Regions from separate parts of the Mus musculus genome. Here region 2 is linked to region 1. The links are chromatin contacts, called in public HiChIP or PLAC-seq maps. All regions are on one chromosome and are shown on one strand. Each heading gives the region's core, a stretch centred on a gene start, on an enhancer-like site or on the middle of the called end of the contact. The rest is flanking DNA. Distances are from core to core; before and after follow the strand shown.

Region 1 (6,745 bases), core at 2,493-4,992:
TACTATCTTTTTATCTTTTTGTCAGAGCAAACTTGAGGGAAAGTTTAGATGGTCAAACTTCTGCTAGCATTTGAGGATGCAAGTCACAACTCTGGAAATCAAATCCCCTTAAAGCATTAAGTTTTTTTTTTTTTTTTAATTTTCACTTCGAACTACGGACTTGAAGCTTAACCTTGTAACATCATCAAGTTCTAACCTAGGAGCAAGGAAGCAAGCAAATCTAAGCCAGGCCAGGAAAAGGCAACATGAAGTTTCCATTTCTAAACAGTTCTAATTCTCTGTTTGTGTTCCTGCCTGAAAGGAGACAAGGAACACAAACATATCCAGATGAAGGAAATTAGAATTTACATATGAATTACATTAGAAATATGAGCTCCATCAAGGAATAATTAGCACTGTCCTGGGTTATGCGAGGGCGAGCAAAATTAAATAAGAACAATTTCAAAGACAAGTTTTGTTTTGCCTCTTCTACTAAGCTGGTTTAATCAGTGCTAATGGCTGAAATAAATCCACTCTGTCTAAAGGAATGCACAGCCTGCCATATCGTGTGAAAGGCCATTACGGACTTCGTAAATCATGATGGCAATCAGAAGACATCACTCACAAGTTCTGGACCTGGCTACTCTGAGCTTCCTGGCAGCACAAAGGTGGAAAGATCTGATCCAATCAGAGCACACTGTAAGGACCGATGTTACAAAAATAGTCAAGGGAGACAGAGAAGTCAGCGGACTGGAAGGATCAGAGGGTACTTATTGTAGATTCCATTTGTTGATGTTGCTGCTGCAATTGTTATTTTATGCTCACGGAGGACAAAGACTGAAATTTCTCTCCACAACCTGGCCATGCCCCCTCAAGAAGCAGAGAAATTAAAACATCAACTCAAATCAGCCTGGTGGCATAGATGTGCTTCAAATCAGCCTGGTGGCATAGATGGCCTTCAGCCACTAAACAGGGCTGTGGTTTATGAGTGCCTCCCCTAATGAGCTAAACTCCAGTGACCATAAAACTGAAATATAATTATGACATTAAAGATGCCTATATTTGAACTTAATTATTAATTAATTTAATGAGAAGAGAGGAGGTTGTAAAATCGCTAATTAAATGGCTCTGTAAAACTGCAGACGGTGGAGGATTTACCAAAGGATGAATCCCACAACAGCACTTTTCGCTATATCAATATTCTATTAATATACAGTAAGCCAGGGGTGCTGCCTAGAGAGTGGCTGTTAGCTTGGGCAAGTGTACAATGGTACACAATGGGAAACTGTAAATACCAGCAACCTTGAAGGAACCTCATTCCTGTCCCCCTTGAGAGTAGGTGGGGAATCTGCTGAATGAATTTTGCTGGTCAGAGCACATCTCACTTACTGGCAATTGGTGAGACATTTTGGTGTCAACCTTAGGTCTTATCATAAAGCAGACAGGAATGTGAGGGGAAATGTGGTTAGAGGTGTGTGACTAAACTGAAGCTAAACAGTCAGCCATTCTCAACATAAGAAAATGTCCAACACAGCAATCACGTGGCAAGGCAGCTCAATTTTAATTGCAATTCCTAGAAGTTGGTACACTAAAAAGATGTATGTAGTTGTACATGCTATTTATTTATTTGTTTACTTACTGAAACTATATTCAAACTCTGCCTTTGCTCCACACTCTCTTGATGATTTAGACAAACAGAGATGCTTCACTTAGCTTCAGTTTCTTCATCAATAAAATGGGATAAAATACTCCTAGGCTGACTACATTCAGAGGATTCTACATTAAAAAATGTAATACACCTAGCATAGCGCTCATTGACAGGTGCTGTGAACAGAGACCCTAACCTCACCCCAGCCCCAACCTCAAATCCCACCCCAACCCCAACCCCAACCCCAACCCCAACCCCAATCCCAACCTGTAAATTCTGGTTCTAGGGTAATCAACACTATCTGGCTTCCATGGGCACCTGAACACTCATAGTGCACACAAATGCATGTACACACACACACACACACACACACACACAGAAACTTTTAGAAGTCAGATGAAAGAAAGTCATTTATACAATTCTACAAAATTAAAGTTCTTTTTAACAATATATAAAATATAGTACATAGATTCTCTTATGGCAGAAGGGTGATTGAAATATATTTGAATTACTGCACACTTTTTAAATTATTTAAGTAAATGAACAATTCTTGATCTTTTAAAAGCATGTATTGTTACGCTATGGTTGCTCTGCTGATCATGAATTGGAATCTTTTTAAAAGCCAATGGTAATTATAAAGATAATTTTTAAAGGGGAGTTGGAGGGTGCCTGAAAAAAAATGAGTCAGCACTCACCGCTCTTAGAGATCTAAATTCAGTTCCTAGCACTAACGTGGTGCCTCCCGACCAATGGTATGGAACCATTGGTCCCAGAGCATCCGATGCCCTCCTCTGTCCTCTGGAGGCATTGCTTTGCATGTGGTGTACATGCATACATACAACTAAAACACTTATACACATATAATAAATATGTCCTAAAATTAAATAATAAAAACTGATGCATTTAAAAGAGTGAACCAGGGGTAAAGGCATGATCTAATAATATTGGTGCATACCTGTTATTCCAACACTTGGGAAGAAAGGGCAGGAGGAGCAGGGTACACTTTATGCCAGTTGGTTGCTCTACTGAGTTCCAGGCTTGCCTAAGTTACATAGCAAGCCCCTGTCTCAAAGCATCAAAAGTAAGCCTAAAAAGAAAAACAGCTTTTTACAAAGATTGAAAATAAATTTCGATTTAATCGTAACATGAATTTAGTAGTTGGACATGTTGCCGAGTCTATTAATTTAGAGTAGAAAATTCAAAACTCTTCCTGCCAACTATAGGTTTGCTAAAACACCATCTGTGGATGAGCGCTCAGCAGCATGATAGGCCTGCTCCTGGTTCTATGATATCTTGATTCCTACGGTTCAGTTGTGATGAGAGCGAAAGTCAGCAAAGATTAATTAACTAATCTCAGATTCGAAAATTCAAACTAATTGAACAAGGGAAATAATTCACCTCATGAGCGAAGTCCCAGATTGGTACCATGCAGCATAAAATGACACGGTACACTGCAACATGACATAATTATAAGTGAACAATGTCACAGGAAGCTCTTCAAAGGCAGGGAAGGAGTGTGCTGCCTTTTTGAATGTTGGAAAGTAGAAGGAATTCTGAGGACGTGCGAGTTACTATCATGAATAGAATTAAAGAAACTATGCCGGGGCCTAGCAAACACAGAAGTGGATGCCCACAGTCAACTAATGGATGGATCACAGAGCTCCCAATGGAGGAGCTAGAGAAAGTACCCAAGGAGCTAAAGGGATCTGCAACCCTATAGGTGGATCAACATTATGAACTAACCAGTACCCCGGAGCTCTTGACTCTAGCTGCATATGTATCAAAAGATGGCCTAGTCGGCCATCACTGGAAAGAGAGGCCCATTGGACACACAAACTTTATATGCCCCAGAACAGGGGAACGCCAGGGCCAAAAAGGGGGAGTGGGTGGGTAGGGGAGTGGGGGTGGGTGGGTATGGGGGACTTTTGGTATAGCATTGGAAATGTAAATGAGCTAAATACCTAATAAAAAATGGAAAGAAAAAAAAGAATTAAAGAAACTATAATACCTCTCTCTCTCTCTCTCTCTCTCCATGGGGACTGTTAGCTCCAGTTCTCACGCTGGTGAACTCACTGTAGCTATGTAACATGTGGTGGTGGTGGTGGTGATGGCCTTTCTTTTTACCAGTGGGATTTTTCTTCCTAAGTTATAACTGCAGTTGTTTACAGGGCTGAAAAGTATTACTCATGTCCTGTCCTCCATGATTCATGATTTCATCATCTTCTACAGCTTCAGTTGCCTACCATCAAGTACAGTCCAAAAACACTAAGTAGAAGTTCTAGAAATAATTCATGAATTGAGCCTCTGCACCATAAGACTTGCAACAGAGTTGATACTTTTCTCTCTGTCCCTCTTGGTCTGATACTCAAACCTTTATCCAGTGTTTTGATGCTGAAACCCACACATGAATTGTTTAGATTACCAAATTGAATGTCACAGTGTTGAAATGCCTCTACTCAAGCTATCTTGTCCAATTAAATAATAAAACCCCAAAGTTTAAGAATAGTGATGCCAGCAATTTAATTAATTGTTAATGCTTCAGGCATCTTCAAGGGGTCTCAAATTACGTATCTCATGGATTTCAAAAAAGTTGTGCACTTGGGTACAAAGGACTAGAATAAATCTTACTTCCTGAAGATCCCAGATGATATGAGGCCCCAACACACATACAGTAGAGGACTTCCGGGTCTGTGTTTATTCAGAGATGATGCACCTAACCCTCAAGAGGCCCCAGCGAGTTTAGAGGTCAGGTGGGGCGGGGGGAGGGGCATCCACGTAAAGATGGGGTCAAGTGGGGAGAAGATGGGGGATGTGGAGCAGTAAGAGGGTGGATGGGGAGGGGCGGAGAATGGACTATGGAGTGTAAAAAATGAATTACAAATAAAATTAAAAAGAAAAAAGAAGCCGGGCGTGGTGGCACACACCTTTAATCCCAGCACTTGGGAGGCAGAGGCAGGCGAATTTCTGAGTTCGAGGCCAGTCTGGTCTACAGAGTGAGTTCCAGGACAGCCAGGGCTACACAGAGAAACCCTGTCTCGAAAAAAAAAGAAAAGAAAAAAGAAAATTGTGCACTTGGGTACAAAAGACTTGAATAAGTCTTACTTTCTAAAAATCCTGTGTGACTTCTGAAGGAATGAGATGCGATTTTCAAAGAGGAAAACTTTTGAAACAGGAACAAAAGAAAAATCTTGTGTGTGTGTGTGTGTGTGTGTGTGTGTGTTTGCGCATGCACGTGCACACACGAATGTGAGCGCACACATATACACTCATGTATGCACATGCACATGTGCACTGTGCTATACAGGAGTAAATCAGAGGAGTACTTGCTGGAGTCAGTTCTCTTCTTTCACCATGTGGCTTCCTAAGATCAAACTCAGCTCATCAAGTTTGGCACTGAGTCCTTGGACCATCCAGCCAACTTGTCAACCCAAGGTATCGTTTGATTATGTAAGGTAGGGTCTTAAATATCACTATGCATTTAGCTGTCATAGAAAAGGGTGAGTAAGAAGTAGAAACTCAGGCCTGAGCTGCTTGGAAGGGAATAAAGAGAGATTTGTGTGTTAAGCATTTGGCTCTGTCACCGACTCATTGACAAAAGTCAGTATTTTCAAGAATTTCCTTATTCTTCACTGTACATCCCAATTGCAGCCCCCTCCCTCCTCTTCTCCTAGTCGAACCCTTACAAATCCCTTGCCCCATTATCCTCTTCCCTTCTCCGGAGAGAAGGAGAAGGACCCCCATTGGCATCATCCCACTCTGGGACATCTAGTCCTAGCAGGACTAAGGATATCCTCTCCTACTGAGAGCCAACCTGGGAGTCCAGCTAGGGAAGGGGAGCCAATGGGAGGCAACACAGTCAAAAGACAGCCCCAAGTCCGATTGTTAGAGGACACACATGAAGATAATTTTTTAACTTCCACAAGCACTCAAAACTAACAGTAACAGCAATGAACCCAAGAAGACGGTACTGCCCTGCCATTCCTTCCAATGGAAATGAGACATTAAGAGCAGTGCCTGTCAAGTACTTCACAAATAAATCATAAAAATGTAATCATAACAACAGCTGTCCTGAGTTCTAGCACATGTTGGCCTTCATCTGTGGCCTGCTGCCATTTGGGGAGAAAGCTTTATTTTTAAAAGCTATGATTTTTTTTGGAAAGGACATATGGGAACTCCACATACTCTTCAACAAACAAAAAGCCCAAACATCTGGCGTACAAAGTGGAGAGGGAGAAGAAAATGGGCCATTTAGGGACACCGTCTTTTAACAGTGCAGGTGTATTCTAATGATGGCTTGGCTGGAAAAATGTTTTGCTGACTCTGGTTCCAGATAGCTGCTTCAAAGAAGCTGTAGATAACTGAGTGTTGGTTTTGGAAAGGCTTTGTGTACCCTTCCTAGTAATGATGTACCGTTGCTCTATTCCAGCCTCTTTCACATCTACAGTATTGCAGTTGTAATCTGAGAAGTGTTCAATCCTCTTTGCTTGGCAATTGCTTGATTTATGCTAAGTTAAAGACTGCACCAGGGAACATGGTCCAATGCTACAAAGGTGGTGTCCTTCCATCGTGAAACAGACTTGCCCAAAAGGTGATGATCAAACTGTTGAACCAAGGGACTTAAAACAACCCAGCTATGGGATCACCCATGACTGTTCCCTTGTGTGAATGCATGCCCATAAGTAACACAGAGTGAAAAGGAATGATCAACAGCCTACCTTTCACCCACAAAGACATCCAATTACATGTCACATTCTTGTATCAATGTTAATTGTAGCAAGTGGGTCCTTACGGTCTTTTCAGAAACTCTGTTGTCCACTTAGCAAGTGGCATTTGGTTGTGAATTCAGTGTGAAACATGAGGGTTTTTTAAGTCATTTTTTTTAACAATCTACTCATTAAGGAAGTAAATGATCTTAGCAGGTGTTGTCTACTTTCTAAAATGGAGGTGAGGTCAAAGGTTTGTGAAACGTTAGTAAGTTCTCCATAGTAATTTTCTTCAGGATTTTTGTATATTAAGGCACATTCTGAATCTCTAAGAGAAATATTTCTCTGTATTTCCCAAAGGATTTTGATAACCCAGTCCTTGTAAAACAGCAAAATGTACTGTGTATCTTCTCAA
Region 2 (6,745 bases), core at 2,072-4,571, 870 kb before region 1:
TAAAAGTATTATTCCACACTACATTTACTTTATGGGTTTAGGGTGCAAGCATAAAGGGATCATATTTCCCCATATAGTTAAAACACAAGAACTGCAGCAGTAGTCATTTCTGAACATTTCTCAATTTAATTATACTTAAATCCAGAAGCACTTTAGGCAAGTTACAAATGAGAGCATTGAGTATAATAAAACCTGTAATAAAGCAACTTAGTGCCATCCACCCGGAATCATAGCGATCAGCCACAATTAACATGAGCATAAATCCAAGGCAGAATGGAAAAGGTTCGAATCAGTATTATTGTTGGACAAAGACTAGAGAAGGAAGTAATAGTTTTTTAAATGGCAATGCCTGTGCTTGGTAACGATTGCGAAACCCTCTATCTCAGCAGCCCTGGTGCTAATTTGTAAACACAGCCAGACATTATATTGCCTGTCAGTTTCTGCATTAGAAAACATGATTTCATTTTACTTTCTAATCACGTTTGGATTCTAGCATATACGCATACCCATCCATCTGTGTGAGAGTGTGTGTGTGTGTGTGTGTGTGTGTGTGAGAGAGAGAGAGAGAGAGAGAGAGAGAGAGAGAGAGAGAGAGAGAGAGAGAGAGAGAGAGAAGGGTGGTGGTGGGGGAGACCCCACACTACTGCTGGACAACAGGAGAGTAGCCTCAAAGGGTTTTTGTTCCTGATATTTCCACATTCCTGCCATATCTACTTCAGGCAGCAGTCTTTTGAAAATTATTTCTAGCTTTCCTTAAGTGAAGGTGTGTGTGTGTGTGTGTGTGTGTGTGCGTGCGCTTTGTGAATTACCTACAGGGTTTCCAACAGTCTGCTGTTCTCCCACCCCGTCCTTTCTATTGTGTTTCTTTGGCTTTGCTGCCTCCACACTGGGATCCCTGAGGTCTGAGGCTGCTGAAAGGTGGCACACTAAAGCTAGGTGCATTTCTAAAGGTCGAACTGATTGTTTAAAAAAAAAAAAAAAAAAAAAAAAAAGATTAGGAACTCCAAAACTTCATTTGATTTTCAAAGAAAGTTTTATTCTCCATCCGGAGCTCTTCAGCGTGGATTATCTGCTGGGGGGGAAGGGGGAGGAGAAATGGGCCGAGGGTATACAGTGAAACCTCTTGAGTTTTAAAGCTCCAAATTCAGCAAGCCAAGATAAGATGTTTATATATAAATGTCATGGGGGAGGTGGAGGGAGAGCTCCCCTCCCCCACCTTGCAGCGAATATTCATTTCCTTTTGTTTTGATTATACGCTTACATTCATGTGTATCCTTTTGTTGCAGCACGTAGAAGACCCGGGTATTAACATCCCAGATCAAACTGTAATTAAGAAAGGTAAGCCATTTCCTTCTTCATTCCAAGCATGTCCTTACAGGCAGAGTGCTATTTAAAAGAACATACAGGACTGTATTTATTCTTTTTTTCAAATAGGATTTCCTAAAGGCTCAGAATTAGCAAATAGATACGCATAGAAGAACAGTGCTTAAACCACCAGCTTTCAGGACCTTGATAATGGCAACAGGCTAGCTTTGTTCTAATCGGGATTTCAGCGTTGAATGTAGTTTAATGATATTTGCACAAAGTGAAATGTGCACTAGTTGACCTGATTTGGAAGTGGCATTTCGATTTGGAAATAGTCTCATAGTTAATTAATTGTGTGCAGTTAAAGGCCATGAGGGTTCAAAAGTGTATCAAGCTGAAATAATACAAATAATTTAATATTAATAAAAAGTCAGATTGAAAAAATGCACCCTATCAGGGGAGGACAACTTTCGAGATCTCTGATTTAGTTTCTAGTCTCTTGATTGAGTTTCAAGGCTTTAAAACTTGAATTAGGTTAGCAAAAATTTAGCTTTTGGTTAAAATTAGTATCTTGAAGATGCCCACTGTTGACCTATGTATATAGAAAAGAAAGATGTTACATAATTTGCATGGGTTTATCATCTGCATTGTGCTTAGTGGGTAGAAATAAAGTTTCTTGTATTAAATGCAGCAGCAGTACTTTTGTTGTTATGGTGGCAGGTACTTCAGGATTCTGGGCACCACCAGAGGATGATGCTATATAAAACTGTTCTCATTTCTAACCCCCGAATCAGTATATTGTTAGCTAGTTTAAAGTTTCATTTTTGCATCTGTGAAATCTTTGTCATGTCAAATTAGATGTGTAAGGGATAAATGTTAAGAGGTACTCTTTCCAAGTCGACATGATAATTGGCTCTTTTATTAGTAATCTCTCCCGAGTTCGTTTAACTCCTATTGTCTCTATTAGCCTCCCCAGAGCTATTAATGTCACAAGTGATCTATCCAAAACCTAGAGGCCCTCACCTCCCCATACAAGTAGAATATCCCTATTTAAAGGCAAAACAAAACAAAAACATGAGAGGTGCTATGATGAGACTGTGCATATTATTATATGTCTCTGTGTGGAATTTTAAGATACAAACGCATTGAACTTAAACGGTTGTAGGTGCATCTGAATTTCATGTGTTAAGAAATGAACCCCTTGTTCTGATGGTCTTGAATTTGTTTTCTAACAATGGTAGATCCAACAATGAAGAGCTTATGGTTTTAACTGATTATATATCCTAACCCCCATCCCTTTGAAGGGGCTTAGACAGACAGGGTTCATTTAGTATTTGCTCAACAAAAGGATGCATTCCTAATGTTCAACTGTAGGCCTATTCTTGAGTCCTGTTCACGGGCTTGGAATGATCTCCAAAGCCCGAGTGTCTTTTAAATGGAACATAAGGGTCTATTGATGAAAGGACGGACGTGTAGTGTGTGATAACAGAATCCACCACTTGCTAGCTTACTGAAATGTTCATTTACTGGCTGCTGCAGCAATCGAAACTGTCTGCTGGTTTTAACAGCAATTTCTTTTGGCACTGAGCCTTTCGCCAGCAAAACCCCCACTACACCAACCCTGTCTCGGGTTTACACATAAAACCCATTCGTTGCCTCCCTAAACCCAAGCTCCTGCATCACTTCGGAGCCCTTTGAGAGCCTAGGGGGTCGCGACAGCATCAGCCATCTCTAGACAGCTTGCTGCAAGGGTCAGGGCAGGATGCCGCCTCGGGATTCCTGAGCTGAGCAGCGCTCGGTCGGTCCGCCCCCCACACGCGCCCGCATCTGTCTTCGCAGGCCCCGTGTCCCTGTCCAAGTCCAACAGCAATGCTGTCTCCGCCATCCCTATTAACAAGGACAACCTCTTCGGTGGCGTGGTAAACCCCAACGAAGTCTTCTGTTCAGTTCCGGGTCGCCTGTCGCTCCTCAGCTCCACCTCGAAGTACAAGGTCACGGTGGCGGAAGTACAGCGGCGCCTCTCACCGCCCGAGTGTCTTAACGCGTCGCTCCTGGGCGGAGTACTGCGGAGGTGAGGCTCGGACCGGCCCCGCCCCGCCCCACCCGGCCCCGCCCCGCCCCGCTCCACCCCGGGAACCCGGCCCCAGTGCGCCTGCGCTGGGCCGGTAGCTGTACTGCACGCGCGACGTGAAAGGGGCGGAGAGAAAAGAGTGGCGCTTTGTGGGCGTGGCTGAAGGCGGGGGTGGGGTGTGAGGCAACGCGCCTGCGCACTCGGGAACTCCGCTTTCTGCAGCACGCAGGCGCAGTTTTCTACGTCTGGGGCTCAGTCCCAGCCTTGGCAGCCGTGGGGCGCCGTGCTGCTGCCTTTTCCCTGGTTGCGCACAGGTTACAAGCTCAGAAAAGCTTCCGGGCTCCTTGCTTTGCCTTACTACACTGTAGGGTCTTGAGTGGAGATTTAACAGACAGGTTTTCAAGTAAAGAAAGAGAGTGACTTCTGCTTGCTGCGTGCCTCCCATCCCTGGTTGCTGGCACTTCCTGCCATAAGGAACCTCTACCTCCACTCCAGTCTCTGTACGGGGGGGGGGGGGGGGGGGGTGTTCTTTTGACGTTCTGATTTGCTGTGATGTGTGACAGGTTTCTGTTCATTATATGTAGTCGCATCCATTAACACAGGAGTCTCACCTCTCTGAAGTGAGTGAGTCCTGTTTTTCACAAGGGCCAGGGAGGTAGAGTCTAAAGAGAGAAAAGTTTCAGAGCCAGGTGTGTTCTTAGGGATCTATCCAATGGTGTGAGTTGTAGGCCTAGTATTAAATTTGGCCAAAGAGTATGTCTCTTACTCTCCTCTCTACAAAAGACCTGTAATTCGTTGTCTAACTTTATTCCTGTATATTAATAACTCTCAGTTGGGCCTTGGTGGGTATGGCCCACCTACATACTCTAAGAGGGTTTTTGCAGAGTTAATACCAGCGGCTTTCCTTAGTTATCTTTTACTGTCACAGATCTTTCTCTGCCCTCTGCTTTTTCCTCCCCTCCCCCCATCCCCAATATCGGAGACTGCTCACCTATGGGAGTATAATCTAATCCACACAATTAAAGACCCACTTGAGTAGGGAATAAAATCTGAAATTAATTAATTTGCTGTTTTATTTAAACAATTTATCTTAACCACTTTCTGATTATGGGAGTCTATTTAGACATCTATTTAGAAGTGACTCCATTGTTTCTGAAATCAGGGAAAAATTTTGAAGGCTGATATCAGCCATCAGCCTCTTGACATTTCCAGTTATGCTCCTGACATGGCATGTAAACACTTGGCAAGGTGCATTTCCCATTGGGATCAAAGCCAGGACATGAAATGAGAGCGCGATGATAACTTTGGTCACTGGGAACAACCTAACAGCAGATCTTGTGAAGACAATTTAAAGACCCCACTGGGCTTTGCTGGGATTATAGCAACAGGGAAAGCAACACAGTTATCAGTGGAACTCAGGAATACCTCCAACTCTTGCAATCAGAACTGTGTGTGTGTGTGTGTGTGTGTGTGTGTGTGAAAATGGAAAGTTCCCAACCTGCCACAATAGTTGCAATGACAACTATGCCTTTCATCTTCCATGATCTTTCTATATAGTTCCTTCTTGCTCTCTCTTTTCCTGCCTTGGAACCATGACCCTCAGTTTTTAAGAACACATTTTAGAAAGTGTTCAGAATGACTCTGATGTGACAAGAGAAAAATCAATCTTTTTAACACCCCTGCCTCCCATGTTTCTGAAACAGAGCGAAGTCTAAGAATGGAGGGAGATCTTTAAGAGAAAAACTGGACAAGATAGGATTGAATCTGCCAGCAGGGAGACGTAAAGCTGCCAACGTTACCCTCCTCACGTCACTAGTGGAAGGTAAACAGATCTGCTTGCTATCTGGAAGGGAACTGTCAACTTGGGGGTGGGGTGGGGTGGATAATATTTAGTAGCCAGATGTTTGAGTGTGTTTTGTGTCCTTTGGGTGGCTTCACTTTTCCATGGAATGTAACTGGGAATTGAAAAGAATTTGGGATGCCAAGGAAAAAAACAAGAAACAAAACAAAATAAAACAAAAGATCCAAAGCCTATTTGTATAGACTCGTGCCTATATGTTCTTCTTCCTCTGTCTGGCAGAGTCACCCTACCCTCAGCTCAAACCTGACCTAAACAGTGAACAAATTTAAGAACTACACATTCCCCAAGTTCCTGTCTCCTGGAAAGAACTCAGCAGTAAATCACTTAAGTTATTCTGACATCTGCATTTGAGAAATGCGTGACCATTACTTCCTGAATGAATTTGGGAATCTCTGACCTGCATCCTGCTTTAAGACTGTCCCAAAAGCTCAGGGTTAAAAGCCCTTGTGGGTTGTTGGTTTCCAGCCATATACTTCCTACCTCTTGTTTCCATTGTGTGTCTTCTCTCCAGGAGGGGCAGAAAGTGAGCAATTCTAGAATCTGGATTGTTTGATACAGAAAGAGAAGAAGAAACAGACAAATTGTAAAAGAGTTTTTTACTCCGGCTCCCCCCCCCCCCCGCCTCCCCTTTAGTACACACACACCCACCCTTCAAAGTCCTTAAGACAAAAAGCCACCCTGGCCAGCTACCCAAAAGCTGTCACCAGAATCTGCTCACTCACCATCCTGCTTCCTAGATTCCCAACTTCTTCTGATACTCAGTTCATTTAAGGTTGGGAATCAGGGAATAGCTCTCCTTTGTGTCTTGTTATATCTCACATTAATAGAAAAATAAGAAGATGGAGATTTATTACCAGGCAGATTTAAAGCTAGCCACTTATGTTTTAATGAGGCATAATTTATTTGCATAGTGCATCGAGGGAGATATTGCCATGGAATCTAAGAATCTGAAAGTTTCTCGAGAACATTGGAAACAATGTTTTTGAGAAGGCATTCTAGGATTTCTGGGTGTTAAATGGTGTTGAAGGTGGTGATAATGTAACTTAAAAAAAATCTATTGTTTAGGGCCAGAAATTCAAACCCAGCAACATTATGTTAAAATAATGGTAGTGTATAGAGATCCTGCTGTCCATATCATAATCCCCAAATTATATGCCAGGAAAATGGTGGTGGAAGCTGAGGGTAGAGCGTGAGGCACTGGTCTGGGTCTGGGGGTTGAGTGAGGCAGAGGGGAGGCAGTTTCTGGAGAACTGTTATTGTTTGTGATCCGCACCATTTTATGGAAACAAGCTCTGCAGAGAGGGCTTTGATGCTCTAATTGGCGCATGCGTTCTTCCGGAGCCGGAGCTAATGGCAGGAAGCCCCGCAGTAAAAACCAACTGGTTCAGGAAATTAAAACCAAAGATTCGAAAATCAACAACACAGACAGACTCAGTGGAGTGACCCTCAAATCCTCTTGGTTAATCGGCTTGGATGAACAGATAATTGTATGTGATCAAGTTAAAATG

The links. HiChIP or PLAC-seq counts read pairs in DNA pulled down with a chosen protein or histone mark.
Region 2: an H3K27ac HiChIP or PLAC-seq map of embryonic fibroblasts shows a contact between it and region 1, with 7 times the contacts expected there. The contact joins two enhancer-like sites. A contact is called at or near these places in 13 of 39 promoter capture datasets (the 3T3-L1 cell line, 3T3-L1-derived adipocytes, cranial neural crest and 6 more), 1 of 484 Hi-C or Micro-C datasets (adipose-derived mesenchymal stem cells), 13 of 115 datasets of contacts at active chromatin or transcription factors (astrocytes, bone marrow-derived macrophages, craniofacial prominence and 10 more) and 2 of 9 other capture datasets (liver and macrophages).

What each region holds. Positions count from the first base shown.
Region 1 is chr13:39,846,683-39,853,427 of GRCm38.p6, reverse strand. No RefSeq gene overlaps it. Among named protein-coding and RNA genes, the nearest start is that of Gm23972, 9.0 kb to the left of the region's middle. Within about 2 kb of position 3,742, at least 25 of the 459 cell types and tissues checked have an H3K27ac peak or open chromatin away from gene starts, as enhancers often do. A contact at or near this core is called in adipose-derived mesenchymal stem cells and embryonic fibroblasts, where this site is marked.
Region 2 is chr13:40,719,722-40,726,466 of GRCm38.p6, reverse strand. Tfap2a (transcription factor AP-2, alpha) reads left to right here. Exons shown (of 7, transcript NM_011547.5): 3 at 1,287-1,338; 4 at 3,145-3,376; 5 at 5,080-5,198. Among named protein-coding and RNA genes, the nearest start is that of Gm26688, 4.7 kb to the left of the region's middle. Within about 2 kb of position 3,321, at least 262 of the 459 cell types and tissues checked have an H3K27ac peak or open chromatin away from gene starts, as enhancers often do. A contact at or near this core is called in adipose-derived mesenchymal stem cells and embryonic fibroblasts, where this site is marked.